3 separate regions of the Anser cygnoides genome follow, and all the other regions are linked to region 3. The links are chromatin contacts, called in public Hi-C maps. All regions are on one chromosome and are shown on one strand. The core of a region is the stretch at or near the end of the contact, and the rest is flanking DNA. Distances in the headings are between cores, read along the strand shown. Region 1 overlaps MPRIP (myosin phosphatase Rho interacting protein). Region 2 holds the start of RASD1 (ras related dexamethasone induced 1). Region 3 holds the start of SHMT1 (serine hydroxymethyltransferase 1).

Region 1 (2,700 bases), core at 109-2,608, 480 kb before region 3:
ACGGGAGACGGAGCGATACGGGCGCTTGTCGTAGCCGGGGTTGTTTCTTCGGGACTCCTGGAAATCTGGGCTTCACCCCCGTGGCCTCCAGCCTGGCTGCGAGAGCTCGGCGGAGCCGAGTCGTGATGTGCTGGGAGGCGGCAGCGCAGGAACCGAACCCGCCTCTAAGGGCGTCGAGCAGCGGGGGTGTCAGGGTGATGGGGAGATGACACAACCAGTGGCCGAGCACGCGTTTACCCCAAATGTGACCCTCCGCATCCCCTGGTGGCCTCGGACCTGGCTTTCCTCCGGGTCCCACCGCGCTGAGCACATCGAGCAAAGCGTCTGACAAAAAGCGCAGCCCTCCAGCAGCAGGCGACAGATGGGAGCGCTGCTATTTACCGTGGGCAGCTGCTCCAGCTGCTGTTATTTAAAAAAAAAAAAAAAAAAAATCGAGAGATTGCAGTGGGAAACAAACCGGGGAGCTCCTGGCTGTATCAGGGAACGCAGAAGGCTCGTTTTGCTGTATTACGGGGCTGGCTGTAATTCCTCCCAGCCCCAGCGGGGCCGATGCCTGAGGTCCTTGAGGACCACCGGGAGGCTGTGGGCTACGGGGCGGGTAACCGGGGGCACCCGTGGCGCTCTTGTGTCAAAGGAGTCCCCGGGAGAACGGCGTCCTGGTGGCCAGCACGGCCTTGGTCCTGGCTCTGCCGGGGGCACCCTGGCCCGCCCCGGTGGGATTCGGCGCCGTGAAACGCATCTCAGGGGCGGGGGGGGGGGGGGGGCGGACGTGAATCGAGCGAGGCGAAGCCGCTCCGAAAATCAAAGCAAGTTTTCCCCCCCCCCTTTTCTTTTTCCTCCCCCCTTTTCCGAAGCGATCCTGCAATCCCCGCTTGTTGACATGACATATGTGGGTTGGAGGGAGGCGGCGGCAGCTTCTGGCAGGGGAGGAAGGGGCCGGGGGGGGGGCTCTGCAAGCCGAGATGCTGATTACCAGGGGCAGCAAATAGCTTGCAGCTGCCTCCGCTCAACACGCTCTTTGTGGCGCTTGCAGCCACCCTTTGGACACAGCTATTTTTAATTTCCCCGAGCGCGCGCGCACAAAGCGAAGGGGGTGGGCGATGCCGCTGGCGGCCCCCTTTCCTGCCCCCCCCCCCCCCCTTTCCTCCTGATCTCTGGAGAATTGGGGGGGGCTGGAAGGTGGGGGGGGGGGGCGCCCCCACCTCTCTTTGATTCGGGTTCGCCTCGGGAGCCGGCCTCGGCGTCCCCCCCCCGCACCAGTGTGTGTGCGGGGAGCTGGGAAAATGCAGAAATAAATAAATAGACAATTAGGCCGGCGTCCAGCCGTGGGGGGCGTGGGGGGGAGCACTGCGAAAAGAGGCTCCGGCCAAATTTTGGAATGCCTGAGAAAGCGGCCGGAGCCGCTGGCGAGCCTGGGGGCTTCCCACCGCCGCTGCTCCTCGCGGCGGCCCCCGAGGAGGAAGAGGAGGAGGAGGAAGAGGAGGAGGAGGGAGGCAGGAGGCAGCCCCCATCCTCGCTCCTGGGGGTCTGTGTGATGAGAGCAGGGGGCTCGGCAGGGCACCGCACCCACCGTGGCTCAGGAGCAAACTTTGCGCCGGTGTTTTTGGAGCCCGACGCCGAGGCGTGTCCTCGATTCAAGCAGCAACACGGTTCGGGGTTAATAAATGACTTATTCGCAGCCCCGTGTTTCTCTGTTCTGGTAACCATTAGTGAACGTGAGATTTCATGTTTGCCCCAGACGTGCATTATTCATCGGTTTTGAGGCTGTGTGAAAGGGACCTTGTCAGGTTAAAACTTGCGTGGAGGCGAGCCGAGGTCTTCGGTGGGGTTTTGTAAACGGCCTTGCTCGCTGTTACCACAGGCAGGGGGATCGCTGAAGGCTTGCGCCGCTGGTCAGTGCTGTTTGAGGCATTGGTGGTGAAAAAAAAGAGAATCCCCAGGCGGGTTTTCTTCTTCTTGCTAACGGAGTCAGCCTGCACGCAGCTCTGCCGGGCAGCACGGCTCCTCGGCCACCTCTTTGCTTCCAGGAGGGTTGCCGTCGGTCCCCGAGCGCCGGCGCTTCAAGCTTTTCCCCTGCCTTTTTGGGGTCCCTGGGGAGAAAAGGCTCAGCAGGACAGGATCGGTTTTGGACGTGTCCCCCCAGCACCACCTGTGGGGTTTCTGCCCGTTACGATGCTGCAGCTGGGGAGAAAGGGTGGGATCTGGGGGCACCTTGACCCTTTCCTCCTCGTTTCCTCCATCGATAAAGTCCTAGCAGATGACCAGGGCGCTGGGGGGGTACTGGGATGTAATGATGGTTTTGGTTCGTTTTTCTGGCTGCTTTCCCACTAGGGGAGGGACGTGGGGATTATGGACGGAGCAGATGTGCGCAGGAAGGGGACGTTTGGCTTGCACGGCTGCTGCCGCCGTGCACAGGCTGATGCAGGGGGGAAGAAGAAACCCCCCTGGGCTCAGGTCCCTGCCCTGCACCACCTCTTTTCTGCCCACCGGGGCCCTCTCCCTGCTCCATAGGAGCTCCCAGGAGCAGCTCCCGGCCGCAATCCCTCTCCCCTCCCAGCAGAGAGGCGGGCAGGCTGAAAGCAATCCCCGAAGCTTGGTGTGTGCACGTGCCTTCGGGCTCTGCTACTCCCCCTCCAGCTGGAGACCCCCGCGCGCCCTGGGAGCCCGGCCGCGAGGTATTCCCAGCCCCGCAGGAAGCTC
Region 2 (2,700 bases), core at 66-2,565, 360 kb before region 3:
AGCCTCTTTCCCCCTCCCTGCCTTCCTTCCTTCTTTCCTTCCTTCCTCCGCGTCTGCGGGGGCTCCTAGCTGATCACGCAGCGGTCCTTCTCCTTGCCGTGCCCGCCGCCGATGGCTTTCTCCCGGATGTACATGAGGTCGCTGTGGACGCTGGGCCGGCGGGCGAAGGGAGCCACGATGCCGTACGCCTCCTCCGCGCCGCCGCGGCCGCCCTCTTTGAGCAGCTTCTTGCCTTTCAGCGCCTTCTTGTGCAGGATGTCGCAGTACTGGACCGAGACCTTGCGGTGCAGGTCGGGGCTCATCTCGCTGGGCAGCTTGGCCATGGCGAAGAGCGCCTGGAACATCTGGTCCAGGCTGCTGTTCTTCTTGGCCGAGATCTCGAAGTAGGCGCATTTCTTGGGGTCTCCCCCCACCAGCTGCTCGATCTCCCGGGGCTGCACCTCCCGGTAAAAGTCCCGGTCGCCCTTGTTGCCGCAGATGACCAGGGGCACCTCTATGTTCTCCTTGGTTTTGTTCTTCAGGCACGACTTGGTCTCCAGGATTTGCTGCTTCAGGCGCTGCACCTCCTCAAAGGAGTCCCGGTTGTCCAGGCTGAACACGAGGATGAACACGTCGCCTGGGGACAAAGCGGGGACGTGAGATGGTTGCGGGGACGGCGACACACACCGAGACCCCCCCCCAGGGAAAGCCATACAGAGACCGGGGAGGGACGGACCGGGCAGCACCCCCTTTGCACCAAACCAAGTTACCCACCCCCGTGCACCCACAAAATCCCACCTCCCTCCTCCCGGGGCTGGAAAACCCATCCCCAAAGCGAGCAATAAACCCCCAAATCCACCGAGAACCCCCCCCCCCATTTCCTCCCGGCGCTCCCCAGCCAAGTACCTGTGAGGATGGAGAGGCGGCGCATGGCCGGGAAGGGGTGGTTGCCCGACGTGTCCAGGATGTCGAGCTGGTAGACCTCGCCGCGGATGCTGTAGAACTTGCGGTGGAAGTCCTCGATGGTGGGGGTGTACTGCTCCTCGAAGCGGCCGGTGAGGAAGCGCGAGACGATGGCCGTCTTGCCCACCTTGGAGGAGCCCAGGATGACCATGCGGTAGCAGTTCTTGGCGGGGATGCTCAGCTCGGCCTCGCTGGGACACATCTTCTTGATCATCGCTGCCAGTTTCATCGAAGCCGGCGAAGGCGCGGCTGGCGCCGGGAGGACGACGACGAGGAAGAGGAGGAGGAAAGAGGAGGAAGGCGAAGGGGTGCCCGGCTGCTCAGCACCTCTCCCCCCTGGCAGGAAAGGGCCGCTGTGAGCTCCGCACGGGCTCCGCCGCCGCGTTATATGGAGGTGGCAGCGACCGCCCCTCGGCGCGTCACGGCCCGGGGCGGCGGCGGCTGAGTCAGCGCCGGCCCCGGCCCCCGTCCCCCTTCCCCGTCCCCCCCCTTCCCCTCTCCCGGTGCTGCCCCGGCCGGGATGCTGCGGGAGCCGGGGAGCCGCATCGCGACCCCCCCCTTCCCCTTCCCCGGGTCCTGTGCAGCAGATGGAGACTCCCCCCCCGCAACGCGGGGCGAATCCCAAAGGGATCTCAAAGTCCCGCTGGGATTGGGGCGCTTTTGGGGTGCGGGGGGACAGGGGAGGTGGTGGCCCGCCGGGGGCTGCAGCCCCGGGAAGGAGGGGTTTTGGGTCGGGCTTTGTGGGGAAACCCCAATCCGACCCCAGCCCCAGCCCGACCCCAGCCCCAGCACGACCCCATCCTCATCCCCAGCCCTACCCCAGCCCCTGCCCCACTCCCAAGACGACCCCAGTCCCAGCCCCATTCCGACCCCAGCCCCATCCTGACCCCAGCCCCATCACCAGCCCTAACACAGCCCCATCTCCAGCCTCATCCCTAACCCCTCTCCAGCCCCAACACGACCCCAGCCCTACCCCATTCCCATCTCCAACCCCAGGACAATCCCATCCCCAGCCTGCCCCTAGCCCCATCCCAATCCCAGCCCCTTCCCCAGCCCTACCCCATCCCCAGCCCTACCCCAGCCCCATCCCCAACACGACCCCATCCCCATTAACAAGACGACCCCAGCCCCAGCCCTAACATAACCCTATCCCCATCCCTACCCCTACCCCATCCCCATCCCCAAGAAGACCCCAGCCCCAGCCTGCCCCTAGCCCCATCCCAATCCCAGCCCCATCCCCAGCCCTACCCCATCCCCATCCCCATCCCTACCCCATTGCCATCCCTATCCCATTCCCATCTCCATCCCGACCCCATCCCCCCGATCCCGACCCCATCTCCATCCCATTCCCATCCCCATCCCGACCCCATCCCCATCCCGACCCCATCTCCATCCCGATCTCCATCCCGATCCCCATCCCGACCCCATCCCCATCCCGACCCCATCCCCATCCCGACCCCATCCCCATCCCGACCCCATCCCCATCCCTACCCCATCCCGACCCCATCCCCATCCCGACCCCATCCCCATCCCGACCCCATCCCCATCCCTACCCCATCCCCATCCTGACCCCATCCCCATCCCATCCCCATCCCCATCCCCTCCCCATCCCGACCCCGTCCCCATCCCGACCCCATCCCCATCCCGACCCCATCTCCATCCCATTCCCATCCCCATCCCGACCCCATCCCCATCCCTACCCCATCCCCATCCCTACCCCATCCCGACCCCATCCCCATCCCTACCCCATCCCCATCC
Region 3 (2,700 bases), core at 81-2,580:
ACGGCGAAGTTGGCGGGGGACCCTGCGGTGGGAGCACACCGGGGCGGTTACGGGCGTCGGGATGGCGCAGCCCAGCCTGGCTCTCCCGAGGGCACCGTTACCTGAGTAGGGCTGGACGTTGACGCCCCACTTCTGGGGGTCGAGGCGGTACGCCTGCAGGGCGCGCTTCTGACACAGCCTTTCCAGCTCGTCTACGAACTCGGTCCCGCCGTAGTACCTGCCGGAAAATAGGGCACGGGTCACAGCGGGGTTGGTGTTTGCTGAGAGCAAACCTCAGGGGATTGAAACCGAACCATTTATTTAGAAACGTGCGCCCAGTGCTGTGCCAGCGGGGGAGAACAGGAGGGTGCTGTGTTTACAGCAGCTGCCGCAGCTATGACCCTGCTGAGATCGTCCAGTATGCGGCCAAGGACAGGAGCTGAGAGGGTCAAATCCTGCCCTGGGGCAGCTTGGCTGCCAGCACCAGGACGTGGCTTCCTTCCCAGAGATAAGGTCTCGAGGGGGACGTGGCAGTGTGGGTGGTTCCTCTCCCTTCCCTGCGAGGCTTCGGAGTGGGTCAGGCTCTCCCCAGCCCCCTACCTCTGTCCTGGGTAGCCCTCGGAGTATTTGTTGTTCAGGCAGGATCCCAGGGCCTCCAGGACCGCTCGGCTCGCAAAGTTCTCCGACGCGATCAGCTCCAGCCCCAGCCTCTGCCGCTGCTTCTCCTTCTTGATGATGCTGTGCACCTTCGGGAGGGGAGAGAAACAGCTCTGCTTGTGCTGACTGCGTGCGGGTGGGATGCTCGGGATGTACCCTCAGAAGAGACGGGGCAACGGAGAGCAGCCTGGAAAGGTGCTGCAGGAGGGAGAGGAGATCCCTTCTTGGTGCAGCTGATCCCAGCAGTTCACATGTGTCCTGCCACGTCTTGGGGCTTCTAGCTGCCATACGGCCATCGGATAATTCAGCTGGCACTTGGGTTAGCGTCAAGGGCAACTGCTGGGTGGCTACAGCAAACGCTGGGCCTGGCACAGATGTCTGAGCCTCAGGCAGGGGCGCGTGAGCAGCAGACCTGAAGTTACAGCCCCGTGGCTGCAGGTGGCTGGAGGATGCCCTCTCTCCTCTCGCACGGAGGATGGACGAGTCCCGCCAGCTCAGCCTTGGACCCTGTCCCTGTCCCGAGGAGGTTGCTGTCCCGAGCGGCTGCTGTGCCATGAAGGGGCTCTCACCTCCGGGTCGTTGCTGTCGAGCGGCTCCATCACCATCTTGTTGTGGGAGGCCCAGAGCTCCGCGCTAGGGAGGCCCGAGTTCGCCGCCGAGTTCGCCATCTGCTGCCGTGCCCAACGTCACCTGCAAGCGGAGAGGGGAGCTGGGGGCACGCGTGCGGGCTGGCAGCGGGGCTGGGGGCTTCTGCACCGTGCCCCTGCGTGGCCTGCTCCCGTCCTGCGTCTTCCCCAGATAACGCTGGGGGAGCGACCGCAGCTTGGGCCTGCTGGGGGCGGAAGGCGCTGAGCGCTCTCAGTGTTTCCCTGCCGATTTCAGATCGGTTTGTTCGTTGTGGATTTGGCCATTTTGGGCACCTTCCCACCGCCGACCCCCCCCGGGCACTGCCCAGCCAGCTTCACGGGGCTTCCCCTACCCCGTCCAGGGTTTTAGCGGAGCAAAACGGATTGGCAGCTTTAGCAACACCTTTCCCTCTCTCTCAGTCTCACGTTTTAAACGCAGGGTGACCGCTGCGAGTGTCACCACGGAACCCCCAAGCCCTGGAGCAGCCGTGATGGCCTCGCTCCCCCCCCGGCTGCGGGCAGCCCGCCGTGTTATCCCCCTGTTATCCGTGCCCCCGGCCGGCTAGCACGGGGCCGTGAGCGGGTTATTAAGCGCCCCGCTTGGCTCGCCTGCGCCCAGCCCGTGCCAAGCCGCAGGAGCCGGGTGGCGGCGAGGAAGGGGCAGGGGCTGGCTTCGGGCAGGCTCCCGGGGCCGCGCAAGGCTGCGGGGGGGGCCAGCGGCTGCCCCTTCCCATCCCGCAACCCCCGGCCCCGGCCCCGGCCCCGCACGGCCCCTACCGGCCCGATCCTGCTCCCGATCCCTGATCCGGATCCTGCTCCCGATCGTGGTCCCGGTCCCGCTCCGGTTCCGCGCGGGAAGCCGCGCGCCTACCCTAGGCAGCTCGGACACGCCCCCTCCGCGCCTCCACCAATCAGCGCCTCGCTCCGCCTTTCCGCAATGAAGCAGTGCAACGGCTCCGGAAGCTCCTCCGCCAATCCGCGGCGCGCCCCGCTCCCCCCGCCGCCTCCCATTGGTCGCTGCCGAGGCGTGGCGGGAGGCGCTGCCGGCACGTGGCGCGCCGGGCACGGGTCACCTTGGGCGGCCACGGGGGGCTCGGCCCCGGGCACCCCGACCCCCCCCGGCAGCCGGAGCCCCCCCAGGGCACCCTGACCCCCCCGGCACCCCATGTCCCCACCGGCTGCAGGGCTCCCAGCCGCCCTGCTTGGCCCCCTTGGGTATAGGGTGATGGACAGAGTGGGGTCCTGAGCTCGGGGGTCCCTCTGGGCATGGGGCAGGGTCGTGGGTGGGCTGCGGGTGAGGGTCTGGGGAGCACGGCGCGCCCCGACCCCTCCGTGGAGCTTTGTGGGGTGAGGGGTGCCCCGGGGGTAGGCCCGCGGGGGGGCGTGGGGTGGTGGTGCCTTCGCGCTTCGAGTCCAAGTTGGGTCGGCCAACCTGGCC

Evidence for each region. Hi-C and Micro-C count contacts between places; a contact is called where the count stands out from the background.
Region 1: a Hi-C map of liver shows a contact between it and region 3, with 1.6 times the contacts expected there. The contact joins the enhancer-like site here to the promoter of SHMT1 in region 3. A contact is called at or near these places in 2 of 7 Hi-C or Micro-C datasets (both in liver).
Region 2: a contact with region 3 is called in a Hi-C map of liver, with 3 times the contacts expected there. The contact joins the promoter of RASD1 here to the promoter of SHMT1 in region 3. A contact is called at or near these places in 2 of 7 Hi-C or Micro-C datasets (both in liver).

Annotation. Positions count from the first base shown.
Region 1 is chr15:3,397,434-3,400,133 of Taihu_goose_T2T_genome, reverse strand. All of the region lies in intron 3 of MPRIP (myosin phosphatase Rho interacting protein), which reads left to right. Among named protein-coding and RNA genes, the nearest start is that of MPRIP, 18 kb to the left of the region's middle. Within about 2 kb of position 1,358, at least 2 of the 3 cell types and tissues checked have open chromatin away from gene starts, as enhancers often do. A contact at or near this core is called in liver, where this site is marked.
Region 2 is chr15:3,272,951-3,275,650 of Taihu_goose_T2T_genome, reverse strand. It overlaps RASD1 (ras related dexamethasone induced 1), which reads right to left and starts at 1,315. Exons shown (of 2, transcript XM_066977607.1): 1 at 886-1,315; 2 at 1-545. The coding sequence starts at 1,171.
Region 3 is chr15:2,913,966-2,916,665 of Taihu_goose_T2T_genome, reverse strand. It overlaps SHMT1 (serine hydroxymethyltransferase 1), which reads right to left and starts at 1,330. Exons shown (of 11, transcript XM_048067954.2): 1 at 1,206-1,330; 2 at 580-725; 3 at 102-217; 4 at 1-22. The coding sequence starts at 1,304. LOC106032117 (chemerin-like receptor 1) reads left to right here and starts at 2,106. Exons shown (of 3, transcript XM_013174939.3): 1 at 2,106-2,700.